Regions from separate parts of the Capra hircus genome. Here region 1 is linked to region 2. The links are chromatin contacts, called in public Hi-C maps. All regions are on one chromosome and are shown on one strand. The core of a region is the stretch at or near the end of the contact, and the rest is flanking DNA. Distances in the headings are between cores, read along the strand shown.

The links. Hi-C and Micro-C count contacts between places; a contact is called where the count stands out from the background.
Region 1: a Hi-C map of blood shows a contact between it and region 2, with 4 times the contacts expected there. The contact joins two enhancer-like sites. A contact is called at or near these places in 3 of 5 Hi-C or Micro-C datasets (all in blood).

What each region holds. Positions count from the first base shown.
Region 1 is chr16:58,752,053-58,756,615 of ARS1.2, reverse strand. The region is part of intron 1 of RALGPS2 (ras-specific guanine nucleotide-releasing factor RalGPS2); the gene reads right to left. Among named protein-coding and RNA genes, the nearest start is that of RALGPS2, 23 kb to the right of the region's middle. Within about 2 kb of position 1,740, at least 1 of the 5 cell types and tissues checked has an H3K27ac peak or open chromatin away from gene starts, as enhancers often do.
Region 2 is chr16:58,549,784-58,554,028 of ARS1.2, reverse strand. No RefSeq gene overlaps it. Among named protein-coding and RNA genes, the nearest start is that of TEX35, 21 kb to the right of the region's middle. Within about 2 kb of position 1,783, at least 3 of the 5 cell types and tissues checked have an H3K27ac peak or open chromatin away from gene starts, as enhancers often do.

The sequences.
Region 1 (4,563 bases), core at 491-2,990, 200 kb before region 2:
AGAATCTTACAATTTACTCCAAATTCCTCTTTCTAGATGTACTGTCTTCTACTTCTCTTTGATCACCAGAACAAGTTGCCTCCTGCAGCATAAACAGTTCTCGCATCAAAAATTTCTACACAAAAAAATCCAGAGAATAACAAATGTGCCTACCAGTGGCAGACTAGGACCAATATGTGCCCAGCAAAATTACAAATTATCAGGTTATACACCCTCCCAGTCATTCACCGAACAGTGAAAACCATAAGTGTTAATTTGCGAAAGATGGGGCTCTATTCTAGCAGCAACTGACTAGCTAAAAAAAAGCATCACATACTTTAATAGCAAAGACCCACTGGCCTTTTAAAAGCAGCAATGCCTGTAACAATATAAATATTAGCATAGCAACTTGTAGCTTACAACACACACCTTACCACAATTTTGGCAGAAGGATTTCAAGCAATCTTGTATTACTAGATTTACAGCCTAGTTTTCCATTCAGACATTTTATTAAGAACCAAGAGTACTGGATCTCCGAAGATGTTTGCTCCTGTATCCTGGGGCCACCCAATGACCAGAGGAAGGGAATTGCCTGCATAAAGACTGAGGTGCTGTAGGGATTGAGACATTCTTCATTTATTTTAATAGCCCCCTGAGATAAATATTATTACATTCAACTTAGGAAACTGAGGCTCACGGAGGTTAAGAGGAGGAATATCTCTTATGAGTAAGGAACTCTCTCCTAGAATTTTCCTTCTTCCATCCTTATCCATACCTTTCCCTTCCAAAGGGAAGGTTTCTCTGCAAGTCTCAGTCACTATAATTCCTCCATATTTACTATGTCTGTCAAGGAGGAAAGGTGAGGATGGCTTTCACAGAGAACCTGATATTTGAGATGAGCCTTAACAAGCAAATGTTGGGCAGATGGAGGGTAATGGTAAGGACATTCTTGAAAAGAGTAAATAATACTTGCAAAGACAGAAGAATGGAAGAAATTGGCATGTCAGGACAATGCTGGTTAATGTGTTGCAGAAAAAGTGTGCATGCATGTATGTGTGCGTGTGTGTACAGAAATGAATAATCTATGAAGACAGACTGGAGGAAGATCACAAAATATTAACAACAGCCTGGGAAGAAACATGCACTTTACTCTCTAAATCAAGATTTCTTAACTGAGAGATCACGAATTAAACCCTAGGGCCATGAAATGCCCTGCTCCCCAAAGTATGAAAACTGTGTGATAAACACACACACACACAAAATCATTTTCCTGGATCTGTAGCTATCAAATGATTTTCAAAGGAACTCAGAAATAAAAAGTGGTTAAGAACCACTATTCTGAATGACTGGGAATCACTGTGTAATTTTTTATAGGCAGAGATGTGTGCCATAACACTTTCATTTTAGAAAGGTAGCTGGCAACATCTGCGGAAGTTGATGGATTAGAGAAAAGAACCCTTAAAAGCAGAGAGTGATAAGAAGGTATTACCCTGCTCCAGCCAAGAGGTTATAAGTACTTCTATTAAACACACACACACAACCTAATTCCAGAGACTTTTCAAAGGTAAACTTGCTAGAATTTGTCGACCACCTGCATATGGGTTGTAATGGAGAAGGGAACCAAGCCTTTTTTTTTTTTTTTTTTAACTCTAACTAAAGAATTAAAGAGCTAACTCTCTTTCTCAGTTAAAGCTCCTGTCATCCACTTACCCCACACCATCATCAAGAAAAGCCATTCAATACAGCAGAGCAGCTGCAAGTGACAAGGTACCTCTTTCTTCCATCTGCAACCAGCCACCACTGGGAAACTAACCAGAAATGCCAAATGTTCCAAAGAGAAAATGCTGATGGCTTACAACAGGGGTTGGCAAACTACAATTTACAAGCTGGACCCAGGCTTATTTTTGTAAATTACATTTTATTGGGACACGGCCACACTTCTTTATTTCTGTACTGTTTATGGTTCCTTTTATGCTACAAAGGCAGACCTGAATAGATGCAACACAGACTGCATGGCCTACAAAAAAAAAAAAAAAAAAAGGCCTAAAGTATTTACTATCTGGGGCCTTGATGGAAAGTCAGCCAACTCCTGGCCTAGAACAAAAACAGGGATAGATTCTATCTCAGAAAGTACTCCTTCAGTACAACAGGTGGGATTAACATGTAGAAGGCGGCTATGTGTGGACCAAATTCAACTGTGTAACATCAATCTTCTGGGTGCAGCTGTAGATATATTTGTATTAGCAGCAAACTACTTATCAAACTGAATATACAAAATTCCTAGTATCCTTCTATTTGAAAAAATACCACTTCTCATAAGGCAACATATTAAGGGCCAATGTTCTCAACCCAATTCAAATCCCTGTTCATTTCATTCTTCCACTAAAACTTATTTTCTCTCTCCCCTAGGTTCTCTCTCTTTTTTTTAAATAACAAGAAAACAAAAAAACACTACCATCTAAGCATCACCATGTAAACTGATGAAATTCTCCAATCTGAGAACCTGGGTCTCGGCCTATCTGTGGAATATTGGCAAAAAGGCAGCAAAATAGCCATTTGTAATTAGCAAATCTTAAATGTAAATTTCAGATAATTTAAAAAACGAAATTTTAGTTCATCCATTAAAATTAAGCTCTACTGGTGGCCTCTACTAGACTAGGCTGGGCAATTATATGTATGGTGGTGGTGGTTTTTTAAAACCATTTTTAAGTTTTTATTTATTGGCTGTGTCAGGTCTTAGTTGTGTCACGCAGGATCTTGTTTGGCACATGGATCCTCCAGTTGTGGTGCATGGGTTCAGTAGTTGCAGCAAGTGAGCTTCGTTTTTCTGCGGCATGTGGGTGGGATGTTAACTCCCTGACCAAGGATCAAACCCATGTCCCCTGCAGTGTAAGGTGGATTCTTAACCGCTGGACCACCAGGGAATTTCAAAAAATGTATATTTTTTTCTAAATGGTATGAGAACACAAACTTCAACATATCCAAATTGATCAACTCCCCACAGTTATATAAAAATTATTTCAAAAATAAGAGTCTCACAAATACATCATCTACACACATTCCCCAAAATCTAAGACACAATGTTCTCCAAAGGATTTTATTAAGCAACTTGTTTTACCAAGAATATGTTCAACATCAGTTCAGTTCAGTCGCTCAGTCGTGTCCGACTCTCTGCAACCCCATGAATTGCAGCACGGCAGGCCTCCCTGTCCATCACCAACTCCTGGAGTTTACTCAAACTCATGTCTGTCGAGTTCAACATAGGAATGTATAATAACACAGGTTTCAAATAATAAGCAGCTAAATAGATTTTAGATACTCTATACTAGGATTTCTTAACCTTGGCACTACTGATATTTGGGACTAGATAATTCTGTGTGAGGAGGACTTTGGCTATGCATCACTTAGGCTGTTTGGTAGTATCTATCCACTAGATGCCATTAACTAGTTTTGGCAATCAAATATCTCCAGATACTACCAAATGTCCCCTGGGGGACAAAACTGCCTCATTTGAGAACCACTTCACCAAATGAATTAAATTGTTTTTAATTTTTATTTAAAAAAACACATTTAATGGTAGATATTGCTTTGCAAGTCAATTGTTTCACAGACATGTTAGGTGTCCAAGCTGGAAGGAACCCTGGAAATCATGTGGTCCAAACTATACACGTTACAGGTGAAAAAAATAAGGGCCACAGAGGGCCACTGAAACAGTTGTGATCTGAAGAGAGACAGAAGCCCATGATCCCCAGTTCCAGGTCAGGATACCAGGAGGACCGAAGAACCAACTCAATTCCACAGGTGTTTACTAAGCATCTCTTAGTATTTTTCAAAGGGCACACACTTTAATTTGATGGAGTTCAACTCATCAATGTGTTGTTTTATGGGCTGTGCTTTTCGTGTTGTATCTAAGAAATACTTACCTAAATCAAGGTCACAAAGATTTTGCCCTGTTTTGGTCTCCATGTTTTATAACTTCAGGTTTTACATTGAGGTCTATGATTCATTTTGATTTGATTTTTGTATATAGTGCAAGGTATAGATGAAGTTCATTTGCTTATATATATATATCCAATTGAGCCAGCATCATTTTTTTTAACAGACTATCTTTTCTTCAATGAATTACATTTGTACTTGCATTAAAATTCAGTTGTCCATATATTTATTGGACTTTTTTCTGGACTCTTCTATTCCACTGATCTATTTCTCAGTCTTGATACCAATACTACACTGTTTTGATTATTTTAGTTCTGCAATGAATTGTGATATCAGGCAGTATTAGCTCTCCAATCTTGTTCTTCTTTTTCAAAGTTGTTTTAGATATTCTGGGTCCCAGCCATTTCTACATGAATTTCAGAATCACCTTGTCAATTTCTACAGAAAAGGCCTGCTAAGATTCTGACTGGGCTTGCAGGGAATCAATAACTCAACTGGGGAGAGCTTTCACCTTAGCAACAACGAGTCTCTGACCCCATGCACAAAGAATGTCTCCTCACTTATCTGAATGTTCTCTAATTTTGCTCAGCAATGCTGTGTAGTTTTCAGTATTGCATACATGTTGCTATTGTCAATGGTTATGAGTTG
Region 2 (4,245 bases), core at 534-3,033:
CCTTATTAATGTTCTGTGATGATCCCCTACTGGTACTGCGTCGCCATCATCGCATGGGGTTATTAGAGGGCAGACACCAGCAGGGAATGTGCTCTGGGCTTACTCTCAGAAATATCATCCCTTGTATTATCACAGCAATTACAAAATACTGCTCTTAAAAATGCAATAAGGAAATACCCAACTCTGTGGACTCTGTGTATTTGTCTGCCAACTTTCTATTTTTATGATAGCAGGTTGAGCCAGGCAGGAAAGTAAACCCCAGGGAAATGTAGTTACTTAAAGTTCTTCCAGGAGATAAGGACATGTAGACATTTTCTTAAATTTTATTTAAAAACATTGTTTGTGCCTCTCTCATTCCATGAAGAATAAAAAGAATGAAAGAAATTGTGATTGACAGTGCAACCATCTAGAGTTCGGGAGGTTCAGCTCAGAGGAATGGGGGTGGGAAGGGAAGGGAGGTGTTTTAGACTCAAATCAGAATCATTTAAGAAAAGAAAATTACATGGTTGCAGAATGCAGGTTCCATAATAATGGCTGGCAAATGATAATTTCATTTCTTACAGGATTTATCCAATGCTGCACAACTGTTTGAGGCTTCCCAAAATTCTAGGCTGATGTTAATAAAGAGCTTACCTACTAAAAGAATGGAGCTCAATGTTCCAGTGAGGTCGGGAGAAAGAAAAATAAGTAAAACCAGGCCTGGGAAAGCTGAAGAGGCTGAGCGCAGGGGAAGAAATGCTCTAGAGTTGCTGACCCTGAAGTCACACCAAGCCAGAGGAGATGCTCAGAAAGGAAGGAGGAGCTGCTGGCTGCAGGCTTCTCTCAGTGAAACGTAGTGCCCCAAAGCTTCCGCTGGTATTGCTCCAAGTGGAACCTAGCCACCATGCCTGGGATTCTCTTCCAGTGTCTGTTAAAATGCAGATTCCTGGGCCCCATCCTCATCTTCTCGAATTAGAATCTTTAGAAACAAGAAGGTGGAATCTGCATTTTATACAAATAGCTCAGAGGCACGTTATCCTGACGTTGCTCTTCAGCTCTCTCGGACGTAGTTGGACAATGAACTTGAAGGAAGGCCCTGCTACATGTGGAGAAACATCCCAGGGGTGGTGCGGATGTGCCAAAGAAGCAGAAGGTGGGTTAGGGCCCTAAGACCTACACTCAAGGCGTGCATCAATCCCCAGGTACCTGTTCCAGCTCCACTTCTTGGCTCTCCCGGCTCCACTCTCCCCAGAAAGCTCCAGTGCTCATCTCTTTTTCTTCTCACAAACAAAAGGCAGATTCGAACTGGGCAAATGGGGCATTGCCCAGAGGCAGAAGAAGGATCAAGTCAGAAGAAGGGGAGACAGCAGGTTTCCACAAGCATCTGAGAACCTTGGAAGAAAATGCCAAACAACTGTACTCAGGAGGACCCCCCCACACCCCTCATTCTAGCTGGCCTGGGCCCTACTTGACAAGGTGTCTAGTCTGGCTACTCTCCGCTTCTCTGCCTCCATCTCCCCTCTCCATTCCCATCTCCCAGGACAGCATCTCATTCCCCTATTCCCCCCAACCCCCCAATATCTGCAGGAGATCAGGATGCGGCAGGTTGGTTTACTACCAAACCAAGAAGGCTGACCCCAGGTCTGGCATCGACCATTGGGCCTTATTTCACTTTGTAAGAGCTCCCCTCCTCCCTGCACCCCCTCCACCCCCACTTTCTTTCCTGGGCTCCAGCACATCTGTGGCCAAGCCCTTGCCTTGGAGCCTGCTCTGTGAGATGAGAATCCCCAGGAGAGAAGTTTCTGGAAAGCAAAGGGAAGCCCTCTGTCGGAACCGAGCTTGGATGAGGTTGCAGCGGATCTCCCAGGTCGGAGCTGCGAGGCCAGGGTCCTCTGTGACAGATGGAGGGGCCCTCCTCCTCTGGGGACCCTTTCCTTCGAAGTCAGCCCCCCGGCCTCTGGTGGTCAGCTCCCTACGGAGTGCGGTGCCTGCGCCACCCAGTGGGCCTGGCGGGAACTGCACCCTGCGAGCCCGGCTCCCTCCCTCCGCTGGGGCTGGACACCGAGACAGTGCTTGGCGCCGAGTGATGCGCGGGGTCAGGTTGCTATCATTCCCTTGCCGGGAACGAATCCGCTTTTAGCTAAACAGTGTGCATGAAGACAGTAACATCTACTAATTTCAGTGGCGCTTGAAATTTCTCCCAGTGTCATGTTCTGGGCGGGTGGACTGTATCACAGCCCGTGGCAGAAGCGAGAGGCCTATTACCAGTCTATGCAAAGGGAACCTTGAGGTCCCTGCCTTAGTCACAGTCATTTATTCCCTGACCTCCCTTGTCCTTTAAACTTCAGTCCCTGACATGGGAAGGAAGCTGCCCAGGAAAGTGCACTCCGTCCTGGAGCCGGGGTAGCTCTCTTATGGGTCTCAGTGCTTCTCGCAGAAAAGCTGGGCGAGGGGAAGCGAGGGGGGCTTCGGAGAAGGGGGGCGTGTTCTGCCGTTCACCTTCTTGCCCTGAGGATGCTGCTTCCGGCCGGGTGATAATAGAACACGTGAATGCTGGGGGCTTGGCCTCTGCCCACCAGCCTTTGACATTGCCCTCTGTCTGAGGTGGGAATAGGAAAGTGGTTCCTGGCAGCCTGAGCCGGACTCCCCCAGCCGACCAGGTCTGCATGCCCACACCTGGGGCTGCCTTAAAGCCCTGGGTACCTCTCCGCAGGGGGCTGGGAGCCTCATGGAGCACCATTTGTAGGAAATCAAGACATGGTGAAGACATGCGTGTACACATGCATGTATCTGCATGGCTTTCTCCAATAGGTCAAGGGTACCCACAAGTCACCTCCTCAGAGGAACTTCCGCTCAGCACCCTAGAACAACAACCCTGATCCACCTCCTGCATGCCGGCATTATTCTAGGCAGAGGGGACAGGGTGAAGATGGGACAGGGACATTCTGAGCCAAGAGAGGATGGGAAGTGGTAGCCGATGAGGGGTGAGAGGTGGCGGAAGGCCAGGACAGGTTGGGGCTTGCCAGCTAGAGTAAGGGAGGTGACTTGTTCCTGCTGCCCAATCCCTCCACTTCTCACCCCCAGACTCACACACAGCCTGTCCTCCGTACCTGCTTCAAGTCCCACATCCCCCAGGGAACTGTCCTGATTCCAGAGGCCACAGATCTCGCCCTCACACCTACATCTCACACTGCCTTCCTCCAGCCCCACGTGGACCCTGCTGCACCAAAGTTTGATGCTCCTTAAGGACATGGAACAACAGACTGGTTCCAAATAGGAAAAGGAGCACGTCAAGGCTGTATATTGTCACCCTGCTTATTTAACTTCTATGCAGAGTACATCATGAGAAACGCTGGGCTGAAAGAAGCACAAGCTGGAATCAAGATTGCCGGGAGAAATATCAATAACCTCAGATATGCAGATGACACCACCCTTATGGCAGAAAGTGAAGAGGAACTAAAGAGCCTCTTGATGAAAGTGAAAGAGGAGAGGGAAAAAATTGGCTTAAAGCTCAACATTCAGAAAACGAAGATCATGGCATCTGGTCCCGTCACTTCATGGGATATAGACGGGGAAACAGTGGAAACAGTGTCAGGCTTTATATTTTTGGGCTTCAAAATCACTGCAGATGGTGACTGCAGCCATGAAATTAAAAGACGCTTACTCCTTGGAAGGAAAGTTATGACCAACCTAGATAGCATAATAAAAAGCAGAGACATTACTTTGCCAACAAAGGTCCGTCTAGTCAAGGCTATGGTTTTTCCAGTGGTCATGTATGGATGTGAGAGTTGGACTGTGAAGAAAGCTGAACACTGAAGAATTGATGCTTTTGAACTGTGGTGTTGGAGAAGACTCTTGAGAGTCCCTTGGACTGCAAGGAGATCCAACCAGTCCATCCTAAAGGAGATCAGTCCTGTGTGTTCATTGGAAGGACTGATGCTGAAGCTGAAACTCTAGTACTTTGGCCACCTCATGCGAAGAGTTGACTTGATTGGAAAAGACCCTGATGCTGGGAGGGATTGGGGGCAGGAGGAGAAGGGGATGACACAGGATGAGATGACTGGATGGCATCACTGACCCAATGCACGTGAGTTTGAGTGAACTCCGGGAATTGGTGATGGACAGGGAGGCCTGGCGTACTGCGATTCATGGGGTCGCAAAGAGTCAGACACGACTGAGCAACTGAATTGAAAAGTCTTAAACTTATCATTGTCCAGTGATGCGATCCAGATTCCTGCCTTCTTGTTACCTGGCAGCAGGTGAGAG